2 separate regions of the Ovis aries genome follow, and region 2 is linked to region 1. A link is a contact called in public Hi-C data. All regions are on one chromosome and are shown on one strand. The core of a region is the stretch at or near the end of the contact, and the rest is flanking DNA. Distances in the headings are between cores, read along the strand shown.

The links. A called contact is a pair of places that touch in the nucleus more often than the background predicts.
Region 2: a contact with region 1 is called in a Hi-C map of muscle, with 4 times the contacts expected there. The contact joins two enhancer-like sites. A contact is called at or near these places in 3 of 16 Hi-C or Micro-C datasets (muscle, omental adipose tissue and tail adipose tissue).

What each region holds. Positions count from the first base shown.
Region 1 is chr13:43,584,380-43,588,344 of ARS-UI_Ramb_v3.0, reverse strand. All of the region lies in intron 1 of LOC105611101 (a long non-coding RNA gene), which reads right to left. Among named protein-coding and RNA genes, the nearest start is that of AKR1E2, 99 kb to the right of the region's middle. Within about 2 kb of position 2,069, at least 12 of the 54 cell types and tissues checked have an H3K27ac peak or open chromatin away from gene starts, as enhancers often do. A contact at or near this core is called in muscle, where this site is marked.
Region 2 is chr13:43,809,795-43,813,759 of ARS-UI_Ramb_v3.0, reverse strand. No RefSeq gene overlaps it. Among named protein-coding and RNA genes, the nearest start is that of AKR1E2, 320 kb to the right of the region's middle. Within about 2 kb of position 1,864, at least 40 of the 54 cell types and tissues checked have an H3K27ac peak or open chromatin away from gene starts, as enhancers often do. A contact at or near this core is called in muscle, where this site is marked.

The sequences.
Region 1 (3,965 bases), core at 820-3,319:
TGTTGTTCAGTTGCTCGGTCGTGTCCGACTCTTTGTGACCCTGTGGACTGTAGCCTGTCAGGCTCCTCTATCCATATGGGACTTCCCAGGCAAGAATACTGGAGTGGGTTGCCATTTCCTTCTCCAGGGGATCTTCCTGACCCAGGGATTGAACCCGAATCTCTTCCATCTCCTGCATTGGCAGATGGGTTCTTTACCATCTGAGCCACAAGGGAAGCCCATTTAATATACTAATTTTTGTTTATTGATAAATTGACTGCATTCATTTTTTTTTCCTTTACAGTTGGTTTAAGTAATTGTTTTTTCCCTTCTGGACATAAAGAGACTTGCATATTTTTCTTCTACATTTTTAAAGTTTTGCTTTTTTACATGCAGTGCCACATAAAGTAAGATTTATTTCCTAATGCTGTTTACTTTTTGCACATGGATATCTGATTTCCAGTAACATGTCTTGAATGAGAAGATCTTTTTTAATCCACAAGAATATTTAACAAATTCTCTCACAGAATCTGATGTTAACTGAATTAAGTTAATTTGATTAAATTAATTGGCTCAGTGTTTATGGGAAGGCCTTACAACACTTCAGTAGGCCCCAAGAGCACAAGGCAGGTACTCTGAGGTGTAACCCTGGGACTAACTACACTCCCAGCCTCCCTGTAGACCTGCAAATTCTCAAAGGCTTGTGTCCCTAAGTCAGTAACACTCAGAATAAGGTTTTTCTTAGCGTACATAAAAGTTATGGAGAAAAACACCACTTTGTTGCCATGACTGGCATTTCAGGCAGAGGCTAGAACATTGGCAGAGTCCACCTTGTTTAACATTCGTCCACGAGTCAGATGGTAGTAGGATTTCACTAAATATTTATTAAGGGAAAGAGTCAGTTTAGCTGATCTAATTTCTGACTGTTGACTCCTGGCAGTCTAAACAATTATATTAGTCAAGCTTTCCTAGTTACCCAATAGGGAACAAAAAAAAAATAAAAAATATTTCAAGTAAAACCTGAAGGAAACATGTCTTCAAGAGGGTAGAATATCCAAGACAGACATTTCTAAGGCACAAAATTCATACAAGAGTAGTGAACATCACACCAGAGCTCGCAGACAATAGAGTGTGTTAAGATTTTGACATTCTCAAGCAACTTGAGGCTTTTTGCAACAAATATAATAGAACGTGAGTTTGTAATGAACTGGTGCCTGGGTCTCTGTGACCCAGACGTGCTGAAAAAAAGAAAAGGGAAATACATCTTCTTTTTCCTTCATGTAACCTGAGGCCACTACAGTATTGAACTCCTTTGGTTGAGTGCTTAGCCTGGTATATTTTGTAAGGAATTTTATCTGTTGGCCACCCAGACACAGATTAGATGAGAAAGGAAACAAAATGTAATTGAGTATTTCAGAGCAATCTGTATTTTTGAAAACTGTATGTGTGTGAATGAATATGATATATACAATATGATATAAATAGGATATATAAAATGTAATTTGATATGTTATTGTATGTATTATGTACATAAGCTTCCCTGGTGACTTAGACGGTAAAGAATCTGCTTGCAATGAAGGAGACCCAGGTTCGATCCCTGGGTCAGGAAGATTCCCTGGAGAAGGAAATGGCAACCCACTCCAGTATTCTTGCCTGGAGAATTCCATGGACAGAGGAGCCTGGTGGTATACAGTCCACGGGGTTGCAAAGAGTTGGACACAACTGAGCAACTAACACTTTCATTTCACTTTCTTTCACTTCATTATGTACATACTATAATTTTGCATATGTGCACATATACACACACACAAGTATACAGGCAACTAATACAATATTATCAGAATATTTATTCTTTGACGATGGAAATTTCAGTGGTCATTTTTGGTTTTGTTTCTATTTTTGTACCTTAGATATTTTTCAAATTTTGTTTGGAGAACTTGTATTACCTTCACCAAGATAAAAAGTTATTTGTTTCAAGGCTGGGAAGAGAACAGACAAGAAATCTTCACCTAAAAACTCTGTGTGGTAAGCAGTCTGAAGTCAAAGTTCCTGGCCTCAGAGCAGCAGAGCTGGCAAAACAGAATTGTGGACACCTCTGCCCCCTACTGTTCACCTTCAGTAAGTACCTGGTGATCCTTCATCCGCTCTTAGTAGGAATCTCCAAGGAGATTGTTTACAAAATCACAAAATCCTGTGGTCCTTCCTCTCCTCAGAGATCCCCAGCCTGGTGACCTTCAGACTGCACTGAGAAATGTGTTCTCAGATAAAGAATACCGTGACCACAGATAGAGAAACCAGGAAAAATATGGATGTCACATGTAGGGACACACAGAGAACCTAAGCTTCTTTCGGTTTTTTAAAAACATACTAGTATATAGTACAATGTGCATTGGAAGATTATACATTAATATAGAATATATTTTAAAATATATTAGTCTATATAGTGAGTGTACACTATTAATATTAACAATGTTACATTGTATGTGTTAAAACACTATATGTATTAATAATATTAATGTTACATGTGTACTTTTATATTGCATATGTACTTTACTACACTTGTATATATCTTATTTTTCCTAGTACTATGCTTTTTAAATGCATGTCTATGTTTGTGTATATATTTATATACATGTAGTTTTCTATATGAAGAGTACACAGTATGTATATATATATGTGTGTATGTGGTGGCTCAGACTGTAAAGAATCCACCTGCCAATACAGGAGCTGCAGGAGATGGGGGGGTTCAACCCCTAGGTTGGGAAAATCCCCTGGAGAAGGGAATGGCTACCCGCTTCACTGTTCTTGCCTGGAGAGCCCCATGGACAGAGGAGCCTGGTGGGCTACAGTCCATTCGGTCACAAAGAGCTGGACATGCAGAATAGACACAGCACTCACACACACACATACTTTTACAAATGATTTTGCATTTGTCAGTGTTTTATTTTAATGAAGAGCGCAAAGTGTGACTAACATCTGCATTTTAATTCTACAGCTGGTAAAAGCATTTCTTCCTTTGGAAGTTATTCGAAGTCCCAATTTGCTTCAGAAGTTGGCACATCTGAGTTTCTTTTGGCTGTTATTATTTACGAAATTCAGCATTTTCCCAGAGCCAGCTTTGATATAATAAAGCCCTCAGATCTCCAGTCTCACAACCAATTTATTTACAGTCAGTAAAAGACACTGAGGCCCAATGCCTTTCTTAGACATGCTTTCAATAGCACCCATAGAATTCAGTTACATGTGCTGGTCTGAAGGAAAAATGTGGGCAATGTGATAAACACAGCCTTGCCTTGGCCATAACCAAATTAAAATATCTGCCTCAACAGTGGTAGTTAGGGAACCAAATAGACTGAAAAGAAAACAAGGGAAAAAATTTAATTTGAAAGCAAACAGGCTTACACAGTATTTCCTGATGGCAGATTCTGAACCATGAGGCATGAAAATCAAGCATTAATAACCTCAACGGTTGTTGTGTTATTTTATGAGATTTCATCATCAACTATTAAAACTTAGTCTAGACTTTTTTATACCATATCATATTCTTAAATCTGCTTTAAAAACCTGGGATAATTGCTTTAAAATGAATCCATATATGTGTAGAACATACGATTCAAAAATACATAGGATGAAATTTTGTGACACTTATAAATAAGAACTTGTCATTTCCAAGCTTAAGCATTTTTGTTTTTCATTTAACACTTGCCTGGTATTTAACCTGTCCATCCCTCTAAGAGTGTGTAGAGTGAAACTATACAAACATGCGATTCCAACCCTATGCTATTCTGGAAAAGGCAGAACTATGTAGAGAATATAAAGTATCAGGGATTGCTAGAGAGGGGGGAAGGGGGGACAAGGAAGAAGACAGAGTATATTTAGGGAAGTAAAACTACTCTTTTTAACACTGTAATGGTGGATACATGTCATTATATTTTTATCCAAACCCACAGAACGTACAACACCAAGAGTGACCCATGTCAGCTATA
Region 2 (3,965 bases), core at 615-3,114, 230 kb before region 1:
GTGGAGACACGAGCTGGGTGCACTGGATGACTGTGTGTGTGCAGGTGCTGAAGATGGATGGGGCAGGTGCAAAGCTTCCTGAGTCCAGGGTGGGATGGAGTGTATAAGGGGAGGAAGGAGAGTCACACATGAATGTCGAGCCAAGTCTGAACTTCGCTGCCACAAACACAATCTGGATTTATCACTGGGACACAATGTGAAAGATCGCAATAAAACAACAGACTCTGACTCAAGGAACTCAAACTGGGGCTCTGTAACTACCTAGAAGGGTAGGAAGGTAAGGGGTGGAGGTGGGAGGGAGATTCAGGAGGGAGGGGACATATTTGTACCTATGACCCATTCATGTTGATGTATGGCAGAAACCAGCACAATATTGTAAAGCAATTATTCTTCAATGAAAAATAAATAATTAAAAAAAAACAGACTTCACCAAGCCTGATTCCAAATTTTTATGGTTTCTTAATGTACTAATTTCACACTGTTGATGGTAGGACAGATGTTATAGAATTACATGATAAAGACAGAAAACAGAGGGAATTTTAATACCCATTTTTAAAGAACTACTATGAAAATGTAAGCTAAATTTTTTAAAAGTCCTGGCATAGAGGACACTTCATTCATCCAGAAAGTCCTGGAAGGGGACTAGTTCATTCTCCAGCCACATCAGAAAGGAGGCATCACCTAGGACGCACACAGAGCAGCAGATTTTGTGATAGTTTGATGCTTTGAATGAAGTGAAAATGTTGCTTTTGATTCATCTTAATTTTAATGAACTAAATCAGTTTGCCTGGAGGCCTGCTGGCAATATGACACCCACTGTGGTGTCGTCTGGATTCCGTGTGTATAACTTGCCTTCTCAGATTGTTGGTTTAGCTGGCTTTCCCTTCCTTCCCATTCTGAGATCGACCCCCGACTCAAGCCCCAGATCGATAAGGAATATCACATTTCCTAATAGGAGGCTGTACACAGAGGGCTGCCTTGTGAGCTTCAGAAGTTCTGGCTGTCCTCAGCTGCATCCACACACAGCTGAGCTCCATCCTCATTCTGTCTGTGGTCCAGCTGAGGCATCGCATCTTGACTTGGAGGGCAGCGGCTGTGGCACCCTGCACGTGCCGCCTGAGGGTGGTCTCGGGGCCAGTGGGGGAGCACAGGCACGGGGTGTCTCTACGCTTGCTGTGAAGTCGATGTAGCAGGAAGCACGCAGAGGCACTCGTACTAGGTGAACATCGGTGTCCTTGTGAGGTCACTGATCTTTCATGCTGCCTCGTTTCAGGAAGGTTATAAAGTTCTTTTCCATCACAGGACACACTTTTACATCTGAAAACCCACTCTGAGTGAATGTTTTCGATTTCATGTGCATTCTAGGACCCGCTAACAAGGAACAGCAGTTGTTGGCAAGGGCAAAGCCTCAAGCCATGGGAGGATCAGCTGCTTCGCTCAGAGAGGGGTCCTGGCTTCACAGACTCTGCCCATCTCAGGGTCTGTAAGAGCGGTGCAGGGTCTACAGCCCCAGCGCCCTCTCCATTCATCGACTGGATGGGGTGGGGGCCAGCCAGATCTTAGCCCTCAGTGCTGCATCGGGAAAGGGACGCAGTAAGAACAGGCTTCCTGACCCAGCCCAGAGCTGCACGGCTAGCCCCGGGCACAGGGATTCCTCTGTTCTTCGTAGAGAGAAAGGGAATCCTGTTGACCTGCACCTCTCCTTGGGCCCAGGTTCATTTCATTTTGGGAACGGGTGTGGGAGGAGGAGTTGGAACTGCTGCCAGGCTTGCATTTCAGCAAATTGCCCGGCGGCCCAGCCCAGAGCCTGGGAACAGGGGAGACACAGCTCTGTGCACCACTGACATGACTCACTGGGGAGCAACCCCCTCCTCGCTGGGCCTCACTGTTTCTTTGGAAAACATTCCCCAGGGCTCTTGCAAGAGGATGACTCACGTCAGGGGGTATTTTTAGGAATCAGTTAACTTGCATTTAGCCCGGAGAGGCAGGATCCAATCGGAGAGGAGCTGAGAGCCGCTCCACATGAGCCATTCTGAATGCTGTAATTGGGCCGTGGTTTCTGGGTCTGCGGGTTGAGTCATCTTCTGGGGAAGCAGGAGGGAAAACAGAGTGAGACTGTTGCTACAACAGGGCGTCTGATAAGATGTGAAAGCCGCCAGTGCCAGGAAGAGCGTTATATTTATCTTTATAGGATCTCACCTGCCTGTTCCAGGCACGTCTTGGAACACTTGCTTAGGTTTTGCAGAGTCACTGCGTGGCATTTCGGGGGCTACATCAGAATATCAGCCCTGGTCTCACAGGCAGAGGCTCGTGAGACAAAACGCCCTTTCACACTAGGTCGACTCTGAGAGGTACTTGTATATTTATTTGCATCTTGTGTTTTTATCCCATGAAAGGAGAGAAAGGAGATATCTGGGTGGCTGGAACTCTCTACCCAGAAGGCTGGGAGCCTCCCTAATGCACACATACGTGTGTCTGCATGTGCACATGTGCAAGTCTGTGCACATATTTTGTGAATGTGTGATTGTGTGCTTGTCTATGTTTTGTTTGTGTATATATGGCTGTATGTGTATGTATTTGACTATGCGTATATGTGTGTGATTTCAGGCATGCGTATTGTTGTGTATGTCTGCATGTGTTTGATTGTGTGTATTGTATGTAGGTGTGTGGGCACATGTTTTCCTGTGCATGTGTGAGTATATATATTTATTGTGACCATGCGTGTGTATTTGATGTATATATGTGTGTTTGCATATACATGTATTTATCTGTGTGTGCCTGGGTGGTTGTGTGTAGGTGTGTGAGCACATGTTTTCCTGTGTGTGTGGGGGGGTATATATATTTGATGTATATATATCTACTGGGTCGATGTGTGTGCATTTGATGTGTATATGTGTTTGTGTATACATGCATTTATCTGTGAATGCCTGGGTGTTGGTTGTATGTATTGTGTGTTGGTGTGTGGGCACATGCTTCTCTGTATGTGTGTGTTTGGGTGTGCATGCTTCGTTACTACACAGCCAGTCCAGTTATGCACCTGCAGTTCTATCCAGAAGCCAGTGAGTGAGCCAGCGAGTGGCCTGTGGAGTTTTCAAAGCTGAGAAATAGAATCTTTGTTTCAGTTGCAGGACAAGGAAACTCTGCTCTCAAATGCCCAGAGAGGGATGTTTTGGTTTGATGAGGCTAACTACGGTGGCAAGAATTTCTCATCTTCCAGTAGTGATCAAAAGCCAAACAAAACAAACAGCAAAGCAGTGTCAAAAAACAAAAACAAAACCCTTTAAAAACTGTGCCTGTCCTGACTCCTATTTCTTTCACCGCTGCTGCCTTTCTCCTACATCCCGCCCCTCCCCCAACCCCCCAACCCCGCATGCTGACATCTCTTTCTTGAGTTGGCTTCCTGTGTGCGCAGGCTCCACCCATCCTCCGGGCATGTGAGCCTGTGCCGGCCCAGCTGCACCTGGCCGGCCCGGCATTTAACCACATCCATGAAGGTGAAGGCGCTTCTTCTCCAAGTGGAGCCCTGCTCACCGAGAGCTCTCCCAGCACATTCACAGCCGTTCCCTCTTTCTCCATCAGTATTATGAAACCAGATGGCACCTTTCCACTCCAGTGGGGAGCCACAGCAACCAATTTTAGAGAGTAAATTGCAAAGTTGATGTTTCCTTTTAAGTAAGCAAAGGATGACTGATCCAGTTCAGCCAAGAGAGAAGATCACATCTCAGATTTCACTTGACATTCAAGCCACTAAAAAGCAGTCCTACTTGAAAAAAGAAGAAAAACTCTGTGTGGGACTCTTACATTGAACTTTGACCATAGTTTTCTCCTTTGACTGTGGGTGAAAAGTAGAAATACCACATGGTCTCTGATAGTATTTCTGGCTTGACCAAAAATGAGGAAGTATTAGATGTTGCTGTTGTTCAGTCGCTGAGCTATGTCTGACTCTGTGACCCCATGGACTGCAG